Linked DNA regions of Callithrix jacchus: region 1 is linked to region 2. Evidence: chromatin contacts called from public Hi-C data. All regions are on one chromosome and are shown on one strand. Each heading gives the region's core, a stretch centred on a gene start, on an enhancer-like site or on the middle of the called end of the contact. The rest is flanking DNA. Distances are from core to core; before and after follow the strand shown.

What was found. A called contact is a pair of places that touch in the nucleus more often than the background predicts.
Region 1: a contact with region 2 is called in a Hi-C map of induced pluripotent stem cells, with 1.6 times the contacts expected there. The contact joins the promoter of GSE1 here to the enhancer-like site in region 2. A contact is called at or near these places in 2 of 3 Hi-C or Micro-C datasets (induced pluripotent stem cells and skeletal muscle).

Annotation. Positions count from the first base shown.
Region 1 is chr20:42,841,096-42,845,165 of calJac240_pri, reverse strand. GSE1 (Gse1 coiled-coil protein) reads right to left here and starts at 2,720. Exons shown (of 16, transcript XM_078357911.1): 1 at 112-2,720. The coding sequence starts at 2,415. It overlaps LOC103789540 (a long non-coding RNA gene), which reads left to right and starts at 2,946. Exons shown (of 4, transcript XR_013530243.1): 1 at 2,946-3,111; 2 at 3,656-3,759; 3 at 3,938-4,051.
Region 2 is chr20:42,792,360-42,796,258 of calJac240_pri, reverse strand. No RefSeq gene overlaps it. Among named protein-coding and RNA genes, the nearest start is that of CIBAR2, 15 kb to the right of the region's middle. Within about 2 kb of position 1,353, at least 4 of the 16 cell types and tissues checked have an H3K27ac peak or open chromatin away from gene starts, as enhancers often do. A contact at or near this core is called in skeletal muscle, where this site is marked.

The DNA of each region.
Region 1 (4,070 bases), core at 1,471-3,970, 48 kb before region 2:
AGAACACACCACCCAGAACCAGTGAAAACTCCTCCTTCCAAGTTTTTCTGAGGAACAGAAAACATCTCTCCCTTCTCTGCATGGATTTTGGAGATTAAAACTGCTGCTTACCTTCGTCGATGCTGCCACCGGGGAGCTCCAGCTCACAGGTCCCTGGCGGGTTAGCCCTTGGCCCGCACACACCAGGGTCCCACACTCCATGCAAGCGCCGATGATCAGCTGCTGTCCGTCATCCACCAGCAGGCTGTGGCTTGCTCGAAGGGTGTATAGGAACAGGGGCAGCCGGGCCACCCGCACAGACTTCAGCCCCAGACACCGTTTCTTCTCCTGCTGGCAAAAGAAGCACACGAATGTCTCCACGTGGTACTGCCGGGACCAGGCGCTGACAGCGTGATGGGTGCTGCGGGCCTCGTGCTGCAGCCATTGGGCCAGCAGGTCATGGTAGCAGAGCACACAGGTGGCCACCAGCCCGGTGGAGTCCACAGGCCTGGCACGAGGGGCAGGCGGGTACACAGTGAGGAAGGGGAAGAAGGGCTCCTTCTCGCCCAAGCGGCTGGCGGGGTTCACATTGAGCTGGAACTCCTTCCCGGGGCCCAGTTCAGCCCCACAGATGTAGCAGATGGACACGGGGCCGCCCTGGGCTGATGCAGGCAGCTCGGAGAGGGTAGGGTCAGAGGCGGAGAAGGCCTGGTGGTATCTGCCCAGGAAGCCCTGCACGGAGGTGATGAGCTCCTCCTTCTGGCAGGCCCGGTACAGGGCCCAGACGTCCTCCAGGACGCTGAAGCACTTGGGGCAGCTGCGGACCTCGCAGCGCTTGTTGGGGCCCTGGGCGTTGGGCGGGCAGGGCAGGAGGCTGAGGAAAGGGAAATGCATGGCGCTCCTGGCATTGCCGTTGAGGATCCTGGAGGGCACCGCCCGGGCATCCGGGGTACAGTCCTCCCCGCAGAGGTAGCAGGCCTCTCGCAGGGCCCCAGGGGGCAGGCCCTCTTCCCTGGGGAGTCTCCTGCCCTTGGAGGCCATGCCGGGGGCGTGGCTGTCCAGGGGCACCACGTAGAGTCGCTGCAGGACCGGCACGTTGGCCAGCTCGAAGCTCTGCCACTGCTGCGTGAGGGAGGAGAAGCAGCTGGCGCACACTAGGGTGCTGCCGCCCTCGCTGATGGGCTGTGCCCCTGGGGGCGGGCTGTGCAGCCACAGGAAGGGGAAGAACGGGGCCTGCGCCAGCTTCTCCTGCTTCTGCACGTGGACCTGGTGGTGCGAGGCCGGGGACAGCGGGGACCCGCAGATGTAGCAGCAAAGGCCCTCTGGTGGTGCCGCCCGGCTGTCCGGGAGGACCCGGGGGCCACGGCCACTGTTCTCCTTCTCTTTGGGGTTGCAGGAGCCTTGGAAAGGCGACTCCTTGTGATCCTCTTCCCCGCTGGTGATGTTGATGTCACTGTCCTCGGACGTGCAGAAGCCCCGAAGGGTGTCCCCCAGAGGCCTGCTCTCCAGAGGCTTGGTGGCCCTGCCGGAGGGGGGCCCTTTCATGCCGTCTGCAGGGGCCTGTTGGACAGGAAGGCCCTGCCAAGGATCCTGAATGCCCCTCAGAACGCTGGCCCGGGCCTCGGGAACCCAGTGCCTCCCAACCGCCTTCCGCCGGCGCCTAACCCCGGCCTTGGGCTCTCCATCCGCGTGGACCTTCACAGGGAGTCCCTCCTCCTCCACGCGCCCCTGCACCGGGGCCTGTGCGCCCGGTCCCGGAGGGTGTCCTGGAGCCGATCTCCACTCCTGGCCGCGCCCCCCGCGAGGCCCTGGCCCCGGGAGGACCCGCGGCGCCGGCGCCCTGTCCTGGTGGGGGCTGGCGGCGTCGCGCGCGGGCGGGTCGGGCTCGGAAAGGGGGTCGGTGTCCGACAGCTCCGACAGGTCGGAGTCTCGCGTCCCCTCAGCTGCCCCGCGGAGCCGGGGGCCGCCACCGTCGTCGTCGTCGTCGTCGCCCGCGGCGCTGCCCAGCGCGTAGGCGACGTTCCACTCGCGGGGGGCCCCGGCGCCGCCGCGGCGGCCGCCCGCGCCCGCGTCGCACTGGTGGGGCCGCTTGAGCCAATACATGCGCTTGTCCACAGGCGTGCGGGCGCGCTCGAAGGCGGCCCACTGCTCGCCCAGGAAGCAGCGGCACACGGCGCACACCAGCACGCAGCCGTCCGCCGGGGACAGCTCGCGCGCGCCGGGCGCCGGCTCCTGCTGCTGCAGAAACGGGAAGAAGGGCTGCGCCGGGGCCCCCGCGCCCGCCGCCGGCTGCTTCACCTGCAGCTTCAGCTCCTTGCCGCGCCCGATGCCGCCGCCGCAGATGAAGCAGGAGAGTGGCGCGCCGCCCGCCGCCCGCTCGCCCACGGCTGCCATGAGCCGCTGCTTGCGGGAGACCGGGGCCGGCCGCCCGCTCATGGCCGCGCCGCGCCGCCCGCCCGGGTCCCCGCGCGCCCCGGGCCGCCCTCAGCGCCCGCCCGCACCGCCGCCGCCGCGCCCAACTTGGAGCATGTGTGCGCGCCGCAAAGTTTGGCGGCGGGCGGCCGGCGCGGGCGCGGACGCACGGCCGCTCGCAGCGGCGCCCCCCGGGGCCTGCCGAGCCCCCGGCGGCGGCGCGGGCCGAGGCGGCGCCGCGGCGAGCGCGCCCGGAACGCGGCGGCGGCGGCGGCGGTGGCGGCGGCGGGGCCCAGGCGGCTGGAGCGGCAGCCGCATGTGCGAGCTCCGGCGCCTGCCAAGGCGTGGGGTCATTTAATTGGGGAGGAGGGGGCGGGGCGGCGGCGGGCGGGAGGGGCGGGGAGGGGCGGAGAGCGGGCGCGCGGCGGGCGGGGGAATCCCTCCCCGCGCGCTCCCTCCCCCGCCCTCCTCCTCCCCGCCTCCCTCCCGCCCGCCGCCGCCTCCCCCCGCGTCCCAAACTGCGCACAATAGCGGCCGGCTCCTCTATCTATTTTGTGTCCAGCCGGAGCGGCGCGCGATGATTCATTGCCCCAATTAGGGGCTCTCTCCAGCGCGCCAGGCTGAAGCCGTCTGAAGGGTCTCCTGGGGGACCCGCCGAAACCCATCAGCGGCTAGAGCTGGTCTTTAAGTAAAGGTCAAGCAGGACGCGGGAGGAGCCAGGTAAGGACGCGGTGGGCGCCCTTGGAGACAGAGGAACCCCCCGCCCCAGGGCCGCGGTAAGGGCAGCCCAAACCCAGATGCAGGCACCCTGCCGGGGTTCGCTCAGGGCGGTCCTGCCCCCTCTAAAGGGGTAACCAAGCGAGAAGCCCTTTTCAGTCCCTAACAGGCCTGGGTTGGGGACACCATTCTGGGCCCCATGTTCTAATTATGGAGAGAGCGAAGAGGAGTCGTCCCAGTCTCCCTGGACCCACTAGTGAATGCAGCATCCAGCAGACAGTCTGGGGCCTGCTCTGCCCCGTCCCCACCGCCGCCAGGGGTCACTGGGCCACCAGCAGAGGTAGAAAAGTCCTGTGTGTCCCAAGTCCAGTGACCCAACCTCTCTGGGCCCTGGCAGCAGGGGATTAACTGTTTCCGTGTCTTTATTGTACACGTGTAGAGATCCGTTGTATCTAACAGGCAGGCTGTTGTAAATGCTTCTGCACTTCACTCAATTGCTCCTCCCAGTAACTACAGGTTAAGGGTGGTGATCAGCCTCATTTCACAGACAGCAAAGAAGTGGCATTGACTGCGAAGTTATGCATCCAAAGGGGGCCAAGCGGGGCTCAGACCCAGGCCGTCCGGCTCCAGGCCCTGCTCTTGACCACCGGGGTGAGTAGCTGTGCGAGGCAAATGTCTGGTCCATGTCACCAGTCTGCTGATGGGGACTGTCCATGGCAGGACAAGGCCAGGATCCTGGGTCCTCCCAGATGATCTGGCTCAGGCCCTGGTTCAGTGCAGGCATCACCAGACCTCTCATTTCCCATCTGTGAAATGGCATCTTTTCCAGCTTCAAAATTCTACGAGTCTCTGACTTCTGGGCAGTTTACAGCTTCCTCACACCATTCTCAGCCCGGGGACAAAGGTGCCCGGTGGTCCCCTCCACCCACTGGGACGCTGAAATGTAAGTAAAACTGGGCTTC
Region 2 (3,899 bases), core at 104-2,603:
ACTGACCCTCGCAGCGTCTCCGCTTCCTCGCCTGGAAACTGGGGTGGCAACAGTGGTTACCTCACACTATTGTCGTGAGGGTTAAAGGTGTTTGTTTGCACGGGGAGAGGGAGGGGGGGTCACAGTGACTCACGCCTGTAATGTCAGCACTTTGGGAGGCCAAGGGGGGTGGATCACCAGGTCAGGAGATCACCACCATCCTGGCTAACACAGTGAATCCCTGTCTCTACTAAAAATAGAAAAAATTAGCCCAGCATGGTGGCACGCACCTGTAGTTCCAGCTACTCAGGAGGCTGAGGTAGGAAAAGTGCCTGAACCCAGCAGGCAGAGACTGCAGTGAGCTGAGATCTCGCCACTGCACTCCAGCCTGGGTAACAGAGTGAGACTCTGTCAAAAAAAAAAAAAAAAAAAAAGCATTTGTTTATAATTTGGTCACAGGGCCGGGAGCTGTGGCTCACACCTGTAATCCCAGCACTTTGAGAGGCCGAGGCGGGTGGATCATGAGGTCGGGAGTTTGAGACCAGCCTGACCAACACAGTGAAACCGATCTCTACTAAAAATACAAAAATTAGCCAGGCACGGTGGCACACGCCTGTAGTCCCAGCTACTTGGGAGACTGAGGCAGGAGAATCGCTTGAACCCAGGAGGTGGAGGTTGTGGCGAGCTGAGATTGTGCCACTGTACTCCAGCCTGGGCAGCAGAACAATACTCCATTTCAAAAAATAAAAATAACGAGTGTGTTAAACAGTACATATATCTCTTATGTAGTTTTTTTGTAGATCTGTTGTTTCATAACCTAAGAATTGCCTGCGGCGGTAGAGAAGGGGCATTACACACACAACCCCTTAGCACAGTCCCGGCAGACAGGCCATCATCAGGAAACGTGCTGCTGCTGTTATTATCCTGGAGGTGAGCGGAGCCATGGAGCCTCTTGGAATGAGAGTCACATTGAGCAAAGTTCTATTTTAAGCGTGTTAGAAGTAAAGATGTAAGAGCTGAGACCACCAGCTCATGAGCTACCTGTGTGTGTGTGAGGAAAAGACGTCCCCCGCTGGGCAGACAGAGCCCTGTGCCGGGGCACATGGCTGATTGGATGGAGCCAAGCACCCTTGCAGTGAACAACCTGCCCAACAGTACCTGGCAGCTTTGGCCAAGAGGACATAATGGAGTAGTTGTTCATTGGCGCCTTTGCCACCAAATCTCTTTGCCTCTCTTGCTCAGTGTCCCCCCGCCCCTCCCCGCCCCCCCCGTCCCCCCCACCCCTCGCCGCGCCCCGCATAGAACAGGCAGCCCTGAGCCTGGAAGCCCACGCAGCAGATGGAAAGGCTCCCAGCTGGCCCCGGGACGGGCATGTGTGTGGGTGGGTGGAAGGGGGTGGGTGGAACGATTTCCTGTGCCCCATCCCAGCTCACTGGCTCTCTGACCACATTTTTCCAGCTCGCTTTTTTTCCTTATAATTCGCTCACACATCTTACAATCTGGATTGTTTTTTGTGAATGGAATGTAACCTGAGCGCTGGGGAGGAAAATCCCGGTGAAGCCGCGCAGATGGAGAAGGCGCCCCTCTCTGTGTGAAAGGGGAGCCGGGGCAGGCACTGTGGGTTCCCTGGTGGCCAGGGCAGCCAGCAAGACGGCAAGATGGACAGGGCCAGGTGGGAAAGGTCACGGCGCCCTGCAAGGCCGAAGAAGCAGGCGAGGCTGGGACTCCCCCACCCCCTGCCGCCCAGCAGCTCCTCCAGCGTTTGCTGAGCAGGCCACCCAGGGAGAATGTGACCCCGCTGGGATGCGGCACTGGCGGCTGTGACCTCTCCTAGGAGGAGTCTGGTGACTTCCAGCAGTGGATCTGAAGTCAGTGCCCAGCACCCGGCACTAAGTAGCACTCCTTCACCAATTCGTTTGTTCATTAATTTGTTCAAAAATATTTGTTGAGTGCCATGTGCCAGGCACTGCGCCAGCTCCGGGAACTGCTGTGAAGGAGACAGCTGAGCCCCTGCACTCGAGGATGGTGAGGAAAAGCAACCAGCACACGCCTCTGAACCCGACGGGCGTCAGGGATTCCTTCATGAGCTGAGCACTTTGCATGTGTTACGCCAGTTCATCCACAAGCCACTCTAGAAGTGATGTTGTCACTGCCCATTTGACATACGGGAAAAATCAAGGCCCAGAGAGAATCAGTAACTGGCACCAGAACAGAGTCAGGAAGGCGAGACCTGGTCCTGCCGACCCCTGGCCTGAGGGTCTAAGCACTGTGCCTCCCACAGCTGAGCCCCAGCCTTGGACGGGTCCTGGGCTCCTGGGGCTCCCTGGGCTGGGAGGTCTGGGGCGGTAGAGGCTTCCGGGCCCTTCCCAGGGGCAAGGCAGACCTTGCTTTCCTGAAGACCTGGAGCCTGCCAGGGTTGCCCCTGACGCAGGCAGGGAGAGTGTGAATTTGAGGGACTCAAAAAGCTTCCCAAGGCTCCTGCCTTCAGGGCTGAGGATAATAACTCCCTCACCAAAGAGTGAGTGTGAGGAGTAAACAAGGTTCAGTTTAGGCAAAGCGCTCAGCATGCTTTCTGGCACGTAGTAGGTGTTCAACAAATGCTGCTTGCACAGTGAACAACCTGCCCAACAGTACCTGGCAGTAACCTTCCTAGTTTCTTTCATTATAAGGTGATACAATTGAACTGAGAGGTCCAGCAAGGGCTGGCGTTGAGGCCAGATGGATTTGGGTGGTGCTGAGAACTCTCGAGAGAAGCCAGAAGGTGGCTGTTTCAGACCCCGCCTGCCGCTTTCAACACACCTGTCCTTTCTGAGCACTCCCTGTGTGCCAGCACTTTCCCGGGGCAGCGCAGAGCCATAGAAATAGTCCTCAGCAAGAAGACCTTGAAGAAGGCGCCATGGTCACTGCCTTCAAAAGCCTGGAAACCTTCAAAGGAGCTAACACCGTATATGCCTTCCTGGATTTCTGAGCCGAGAGCGCCCGCATGGATGGAAAGCTTCTGGCCCTGGCCCTTTTCCCTGCTTAAAAAAATGTAGGTATAATCCATATGCCAGAGAGTTAGCAATTTTAGGCCGGGCTCGGTGGCTCAGGCCTGTAATCCCTGCACTTTGGGAGGCTGAGACGGGTGGATCACAAGGTCAAGAGATGGAGATCAGCCTGGCCAACATAGTGAAACCCGTCTCTACTAAAAATACAAAAATGAGCTGGGCGTGGTGGCAGGCGCCTGTAGTCCCAGCTACTCGGGAGGCTGAGACAGGAGAATCGCTTGAACCCGGGAGGTAGAGGTTGCAGTGAGCCGAGATCACACCACTTCACTCCAGCCTGGAGACAGAGCAAGACTCCATCTAAAAAAAAAAAAAATTAGGCTGGGTGCAGTAGCTCACGCCTGTGATCCCAGCACTTTGGGAGGCTGAGGTGGGTGCTGACGAGGTCAGGAGTTCAAGACCAGACCGGCCAACATGGCGAAACCCTGTCTCTATTAAAAAAAAAAATACACAAATTAGCTGGGTGTGGCGGCTCATGCCTATAATCCCAGGTACTTGGGAGGCTGAGGTAGGAGAATTGCTTGACCTGGGACCTGGGAGGCGGAGGTTGCAGTGAGCCGAGATCGCACCACTGCACTCCAGCCTGGACTACAGAGCAAGACTCCACGTAAAAAAAAAAAAAAAAAAAAAAAAAAACATTTAAAAACTGCAGTTCAGAGGTTTTTCGTATGTTCGCAAGGGTGCTTGAGTATCACCACTGTTACTTCCACAGTACTTCCATCACCCAAAGTCCCATGCACGTGACAGTCACCCCTTCCCTCTCCCCCCACCCCAGGCTCTGGCAACCACACATCCACTTTATAACTCTATGAATGCTCTTCTTCTTAACAGTTCTTGTAAATGGAAACATGTGATGCAAGTCTGCTGTGAACTGCT